Regions from separate parts of the Gossypium hirsutum genome. Here all the other regions are linked to region 3. The links are chromatin contacts, called in public Hi-C maps. All regions are on one chromosome and are shown on one strand. Each heading gives the region's core, a stretch centred on a gene start, on an enhancer-like site or on the middle of the called end of the contact. The rest is flanking DNA. Distances are from core to core; before and after follow the strand shown.

The links. Hi-C and Micro-C count contacts between places; a contact is called where the count stands out from the background.
Region 1: a Hi-C map of leaf shows a contact between it and region 3, with 1.9 times the contacts expected there. The contact joins the promoter of LOC107925341 here to the promoter of LOC107941339 in region 3. A contact is called at or near these places in 2 of 34 Hi-C or Micro-C datasets (both in leaf).
Region 2: a Hi-C map of leaf shows a contact between it and region 3, with 2.1 times the contacts expected there. The contact joins the promoter of LOC107925328 here to the promoter of LOC107941339 in region 3. A contact is called at or near these places in 8 of 34 Hi-C or Micro-C datasets (anther, leaf and seedling).

What each region holds. Positions count from the first base shown.
Region 1 is chrA01:65,171,825-65,174,524 of Gossypium_hirsutum_v2.1, reverse strand. It overlaps LOC107925341 (C-type lectin receptor-like tyrosine-protein kinase At1g52310), which reads right to left and starts at 1,322. Exons shown (of 6, transcript XM_016856012.2): 1 at 787-1,322; 2 at 428-524; 3 at 278-326; 4 at 1-176. The coding sequence starts at 505.
Region 2 is chrA01:65,214,541-65,217,240 of Gossypium_hirsutum_v2.1, reverse strand. It overlaps LOC107925328 (coiled-coil domain-containing protein SCD2), which reads right to left and starts at 1,377. Exons shown (of 17, transcript XM_041100386.1): 1 at 718-1,377; 2 at 18-187. The coding sequence starts at 1,113.
Region 3 is chrA01:65,877,488-65,880,187 of Gossypium_hirsutum_v2.1, reverse strand. It overlaps LOC107941339 (probable serine/threonine-protein kinase At1g09600), which reads left to right and starts at 1,292. Exons shown (of 8, transcript XM_016874894.2): 1 at 1,292-2,680. The coding sequence starts at 2,198.

The sequences.
Region 1 (2,700 bases), core at 73-2,572, 710 kb after region 3:
GACACTTTGGCCACACAGATGTTGTGCAAAGTTTAGTTCTTCAAATGATGTTAGGGCAGCTAAGTGTCCATGATATCGTTTACAATGGATCTCAGATTCATCCCATGATTCCAAACTTTCATTGTACCCAAAGCACTTAGTTTTATTTGGAGCAAGAACCCATCCCGAAGGGCATTCTGCTATTTGACCCAACAAAATGAAACAACTTAATCTTCAAAAAAATGTCAATATTTACCACAACAATTAACAAATTTAACAAATCCAGCACCTTCATTACCCTTATACTTGGAAGAATTGTTAGAAGGTGCAGTCCATCCGTTAGAGGCCTGAGATACCAAAGTGATGACAAAAAGAGAAACATTCAGATTCTGAATGCAAGTTATAAATTCTACAACTTGCATATAACTTTTAGATTGTACAATCTTACAGTGTCAGAAGCCACAAGCAGGACTGCAAAAGAAGCAACTAAGACAATAAATTGCAGGGGGGCAACCTTTACTCCCATCACAACTCTATCTTTAATCCTAGAAACGGGCAAAATAAAAAAGAAAAAGGAAAAGTATCAAAGTGATTCTCTAGCGAAATTATAAAAACAATTTAAAAAAAAACATTAACCAAGTCGTGAGTTCAATGGATTGCTCTTCTCTTTTCTTTAAAAAAGAAACTAAAATATTGGTTATTGAAAAGTAGAAACGATGGCAAAGAAATGAAGATACTTTTTCAAATGCTAAGCAATAAGGCAGGGAATAAAAATAATACGATATACAAAGAACAGCATATACTAACCTCCAAAACCAAAGAGCCAAAAGCTGATCATCAGAATTCCGCTAAGAAACCCTAATGCTCCCTGTGGGTTTAAACTGAGAAACTAAAACAGTATAACAAAATTTTTGGGATCTTCCGGATTTAGTAAATGAAAATATAAAACCGCCTGATATTCAGAAAATGCAATTCTCTATTAATTTCCACAGGGTTTATCAGCAATAGAACTGAGACACACACGGAGAGAAAGAGAGAGGGGATTGAATGAATGGTTGAAAAAAGCAAGGAATCGGTGGGAATGTTTAATAAGAGTAGGAAAGTAGAAAATTAAAAGGCAAAATAGAAAAATAAATGCTAACTGGGCTTGTGCTTTTTAACAATCCATCTACCAAAGATGTAGAGAGCGGTATGCTTTGCAAAGACCGGACTGGCTGTGGCAGAGGTGAAGTGGGTAGTTGCAACTTGCAAGCTTTTAGACTTTTCCACCTTTATTACTCAGTACTACGACTTTACGACCAACTACTATCATATGTAGAGTATACATATATTTAAGCTCGCAAAATCTAAGTTAACCCAAAAGCCAATCCCATATATTTAAATTCGAATTTGATTTTGTTTTGGGGTTCAATTAACGCAAAATGTCATCGCATATAAAACCTAGCATCATTCCCAATCATCATAGGAAAAAGATTGTAATAGATAGATATGCCTCGTCATTCTAAATCTATTATCAATTATTTAACGTCATTTCAATATTTTTTTTATGTCATTGACACATTATTTTGGTAATTTTTTTAACCCGAACCCTAAATCTTAAACTTTGGACTATGGATCCTTGATTTTAGATTTTGGACCTTAGACCTTTAACTTTAGACCTTGGACTCTAGACCCTAGACTATGGACAGTAAACCTTAGACCTTGGACCTTAAACCCTCGATCTTAAACCTTTAGGTCTAGGGTCCAAGATTTTGGATTCAGGGTCTGGGATCCAAGGTCTAGGGTTTAGGGTCCAAGGTTCAAGTTGAAAAATTTACCAAAATGATGTGTCAATGACATGAAAAAAGATGTTGAAATGGCATAAAATAATTGGTAAGAGATACTGGATGATGTAGCATATCTGTTTCATACAGTCCTTCCCCAATTATCATATAATACTCTTCACTTGTCCTGACTCCCAATACGGATGGAAGATGTCACTAAAGCATATATAAATTAATAATCTTGAAAATATTTAAGATTTTAAGCTTTGAAACAATATAAATAAAATCGTAAAAATGAGCTAAAATCAACTTGAATGTTTTGAAATAATCTCAAATCATTTAGAAATCTTTCGTGAGTGTTTAGAGGTGCTCGAAGCAAAAAACGAGCTTCAGATGGCTCAAAACACCCAAAACAATTCAGTAGCACTACCCAAGGAATTAGGTATAAATACATAGCCCACATGTTCTAATATTTGGTGCTATGTATCAGTATCTAGCAAGGTATCAATACATATTTCCCTTTCTTATAGCTTTTCAGCTACTGCTTGTTGATATTAGTGCCCTTAGGTTTTTCATCATATGTAATTTCTAACTTTTTCAAACAAATTGGTTTAATAAAATTCCATCTTTCACATTAATATCATTTGTATTTGTCCTCAATCGTTTTTGCATGCAAAGCAAAATGAACAAGCAAATATTGGCTTGTTGATTACTTACTATTTAACTAATATATATCAGTAAGTAATCTAATGGTCCATAGCCTAATTATAATCAAGCAAATCGGTTAAAAGATTATTATGTCGTCTATCAAGTCCATTTAGGGAGGTACCTTGTCTTGGGTATTAGAGCAAATAACTCCCAAAAGATAGAGACATAGATGTGATTGTCTTGATAGCAAATAAATCAAACAAGACCCAAATAGAATAAATCCTAATTTTTTTATGTATTTATTTACTTG
Region 2 (2,700 bases), core at 128-2,627, 660 kb after region 3:
ATTGCTACTTTTTATACCTTTTCTCTGGTTGTCGGTTTTTCGGAGACTCAGAAGGTAGAGATACAGCAGTCCTCAGTGATGTTTTATTGGGCGGCGGTACAGGTGGTGCTGTACGAAGAGACATTGATGACCTTCCAGTTGATGTCGATCGAACTGATGGTGCTTCCTCTACCAAGTTCCGTGCTAACTAGTCCCAGAGTATCAGATATTCGGGTTAGACCTCCATATACACTAGTAAACTAAAACATCTAGTTTGGAGTTTAACATTAGCAATCGATGCATAAAACATTATTAGATTAACCATTATCCACGCTATTATTTTGCATTTATTAAAATTCTCCTAGTACAAATCTTACCAACAAATTTTTTGATCGTATACAATCTGAATTTAGAAGAAATCACAAAACGTAAAGCAAGAGAATTTACAACACAATGCAACTAATATCAACTTCGTGCCGCATTGAACTCAGAGATCAAATCTGATCTCTCCTTTATTAACATTCTCCTAATACAAATTCCTCAGCAACAAATTTCTCGATCAAACACAAAATCCAAATTTAGAAGAAAATACTAAACGTGTAGCGACAGAACTTAAGACAGAATGCAACTAAAATCAACTTTGCGACGTATCGAACTCAAAGATCAAGCCCTACTTCAAAGAAAAAGCAAACGAGTAAAAATAGAACAGTAAGAATTTAGCAAATAAAGTAAACCTACCGCAGGTGAAGGAGATCTCCCGATCCTCGTAGAGTTAAGAGCGGTTCTATTACCGACACCACCAGCCGTAGCGGCGGTGTTTTTTCTAGACAGAGCGAGAGGAGGTGGAGCACTGTACCGGAAACCTAGATCGTCGCCGTCATCTTCTTCATCGTCATCGTCAGTGGTTTGCGAAGCCATGACCTGAGCCAGCCGCTGAGCCGCAGCTTTCGCGGCGAAGTTTTGCGTGCGCTTTATGCTGGAAATGCCAGTGGCGGAGGAAGAACGCGCGTGGCGGGATTGGTTATGCGCCGGCGACAATGCAGGTGACTCAACACCGCCGCCAGTGCTCCCCGTGCCCGAGTGACTACTCCACCGGCGCGTGTAGCTGGGGCTCTCCGTTCGCTTCCGGTCCATCAAGCCGAAGTTAGTAAAACTGGATTCTATTCTGTTTCTTTTATTCGTAACAACAGTAATAATTAACAATATAATTAAAAAAGAAAGTGAGTGAAGGCAAGCCTAGATCTTAGTGGAAGGAGAGTAGCAAAGAGTAAGACAGAAGATAACCATGTTTTAGAGATAGACGGAGAATTTCTTTTATATATTATGTTTTAAAATTTAAGTTTTGCTTCCCAGGTCAGACTCGGTTTTTTCATTTCAACTGCACGATTTGAATGAAAAACCAATATTGTAAAATAATTTCTCCTTAAATTACATGCATTTGGAAATTAAAATCTAGATTTGAATTTCTTATTTTCTTTAGAAATTTAAAATAATTTAAATTTAGATTTGGATTTTAATTAATTTTAATTTTTAAAATATTTTTTAAAATTTAATTATTTAAGAGAATTTGAACATTGTTGTTTGAACCCGTCTAGACTAGTCGATTAGACCGCAAACCGGTCAGGATAGTACTTTGGAGAAAAGCATTGGATCAGTTGACCTAGGGACCGATATGAATCAATTGATTGGACGGTTGAACCATTTTTTTATGAATTTTTAATGATTTGTTTAATAAAATCATATGGATTGATCGAACCAGTCGTAGGAGTCAAACTGATCGAACTGGTCGAATTGATTGAACCGATTGGGCCAGCAAACGATGGTCCAATTATGGAAATTATAAATTAAAAGTTAGGGGTTTATAAATTAAATTTTTGAAAATTATGGTATAAATGAATTTTTTTTGAATATTTATATTGTATTAAATTAAGTGCATGAAGTATCGCCACTATTTTCAAAATTGAACTGAATGACCGATTAGACCAATTAGATCAGAAATTGGTCGAGGTACTAGTCCAAAAAAGAGGTTAGATTTGTTGACTTGTGAACCAATTAAACTGATTAGACAGATCGAACCGATGGTCAAATCAATTTTTATTTGTAGTTTTTATTTTTAATAATTTATTCAATCAAATCGATTAGATCAGTCAAACCGATTAAATCGAAACTAATAATTTGGTCGGTTTGCCTACTAGTCTAATTTTGAAAACTTTGAGTTTCGTTGATGATATATTATAAGTAAAATTAATTATTTATTATTTGAATTTTGAAATAACTATGAAAGAAGAGAGAACAAATAAGTTCTCATGTTTTTTTAGTTAATTTTGTATTTTGAAAATCCCAAGCTTTAAAATGTATTTTGAAATCCCAAGCTTTAAAATGTATTTTGAAATCCAAAATTTAACTCTTATGAAATTGGACTTAGATTTGCCCAAATTCAAATCCAATTTTTTATTTGTTATCCAAATAAACAATTTGGATTTAAAAATAGGTTTTACTCACGCAACATTCAAAAAATTATATAATAGCCACTAACTTTATCAAGTTATTATATTTTTATCACGTGTCCAATAACTTCCCTTAAAATTAAAAAAAATTATAAAAATATTTTAAATAATTATAAACAATTTCCAAAAAATATATATATGTACCTTCTTTTTTTCCATCGCTAACCCATCATCTTCCTTATTCTTCCTCCCATCCTTACTTTATCGTTGTTTA
Region 3 (2,700 bases), core at 43-2,542:
TTCATAAAATATTTAACTTGCGTCTAATGGTTATGGTTACAACCTTTTATGAATCACTATATAGTAAAGTTTATATTAAAATCATTAAAGGATTTAGAATGCTAGAAGCATATTGAAATTCTCGGAAAATTCTTCATTTATATGAATTGAAATAATTTGAATATATATGGTAAATAGTAGTTGAAGGAGGATTATAAAATGATAAAAAAAAACTTATTTGTGTTTTTATAGAAGAATCATGATTAAAGTTTGTTATGATTATTGTTGAAACTCCTGAAGAGATCAAAATATATTTCCCCAAAATTTTTCCTCACTTATGACTTTCAAAAGAATGGTAATATAAATGCTTAGCAAGCATATTCAAATAGTCATTTGAAAAGCTAGTATTCAAGATTGAATATGTAGAATATGAGAAAGTATGTGATGTTTTCATGAGGAGGAATAAATACGCGTTGTACTATTTTTCTCTTAACTGAGGTTTTGTCCCATTGAGTTTTTATAAGGTTTTTAATGAGACGACATATTATGCATATTATAAATATGTGTACTATTTTTCTTTCATTAGGAATTTTTTTCTTACAGGGTTTTTATCTTAGTAAGGTTTTAGCGAGACACATTATCTACCAATAGACATCTAAAGGGGAGTCTTATGAATATCTTATTAAGTGGATGTCCATTAAGATCAAGATAAATTTTAATGAACTTTAAATTTTAATAGTCATTAGAATTAGATCTTCACTCTATTTATACTTATTATGCTTATAAATAGAGACTATGGAGAAACTTTATAAATATTTTGATTTATCAGTAAAAATACACTCACTTTGCTCTCCTATTCTTTTTATTCTTTACTCTCTATCTATTTATTTTATAAAAAAATAATTTTATATTCTTTTAATAAAAAATAAAATACAAAAGAAATCAAATATTATTTTCTCAAAATTTTAATTAGTATATTATTATTTTAAAAGACAAGAAATTGGTCCATCCGACGGATAGAAAACTAATTATATAGATTTATAGGATTGGTATGGATGCATAGAATATAGATTGGGGCATAAAGGGTGAGCTCTAGGCTGAACCCAAAGACTATAACGTTGGTGAGGGCCGAAAATAGGAGTTGAATCCATTAAGTGATGTGTCGCTATCAGCCTGGATCTCCGCCTACCCCGGGGACCACACTCAAACCTCCACTACATGCCACGTTGCACCTCTTCCACTCTCCACTCGTGCGGTGCGGCGCGTTCAACCACCTCCTCTCCTTTAAACATTCTTTTTGTTTTTATTTTCTCCTCTCTCTCTCTCTCCCAAACACTGCAAATTTTCCTTTCACTTTCAAAACAGATCACTCATTCTTCTTCTTCTTCTTCTTCTTCTTCTTTTTTACTTTCTTCTTTCTGGTCTTGTAGAGACTAGAAAACAAAACTCTGATTTTGTTCAATTTGTAAAAAGAGGGAAGAGTTCAAATTATGGACACTATGTTTTAACCAAAATTATATTTTTCAAGGGCTATTCGTAATCTTAGGGCTGATACGCAGATCCGCTTTTATCTCTTTGTTTTGTAAGAAGTAAGAACCAATTGTAAACATTTTGCATTGTTCGAAAGAAGGTATTTTTGTCCAAGTAAAAACCTCTGTTTTCAGAATTTCATTTAACTTCCCCAAAATATTTTTTGGCTAGGGTTATTTGTATCTTTTTATCATACATTTACTTCAATTTTATGTCTCTATCAAATTTAGACAATTACATATTACAAAAAGGTATTTTTTTTCATTGCTGGATTGGTTTAGTTTATATGCATTTCGTTTTAATTGTTTTTGGGTCCCGAAATTTGGTTCATATAATTCACATATTGATCCGTTTCTCGGTTCGTTTGAGTTATTTTCTTCGATTTGGGGATCTGGTTTTTGTTGATTGTACTTTAAGCTTTTTGGGATCTCTCGAATTAGCAATCTGTTTGGGATATCCTTTTGATTTGCGATCTGGGTCTTTCTGATTCACTAGAAAGCTGCATTCCTTTTATGTAATTCAAAATAAAAAATTCCAAACCTTCTTTTTTATCCTAACAATTCCAACATTCAAGAGAGAAAATTAGGACTTTTTTTTTTTTTGAGGATCATTGAATCCTACAACAAGGAAGGGAACTACATTGAATGAGGCAGTTTCCTGATTGGAAAACAAACTGAGGCTATAAATTATGGGTTGCATTTGCTCGAAAGGTTCTCGAGCAAATGAATACGTTGAAAATAACCATGGAAAAAGAGACAAGGCCCACAAGAACTCGAGAAAAACCGCAAAAAAGTTATCTGTTTCCTTTAAAAGGGACAATGTGGTGGTTGAGGCGGATGCCACTGCACGGTTGATCTCGAATCAGCAGCCAAACCACAGTGCCGTTTCAGGGCCTTCGTCCTCTTCTGATGATGAAGAAAAGAAGGCAGCGTTGGCTGTTTTTGAGAGGTCTAAAGGGGCCCCACCCGAGCTGCAAAGGCGTCCAACAACGGAGGCGGATGGGAGGGGTGGACAAGGGCAGCCGAGGATGTCCAGGATCATAAATGCAACTGGTGGCGAAAGAGGTGCACAGGTGGTCGCTGGTTGGCCTTCTTGGCTAGCAGCAGTAGCTGGGGAAGCCATCAATGGTTGGATACCTCGAAAGGCAGAGTCATTCGAGAAGTTAGAGAAGGTCTGCTCAATAGCTTTATC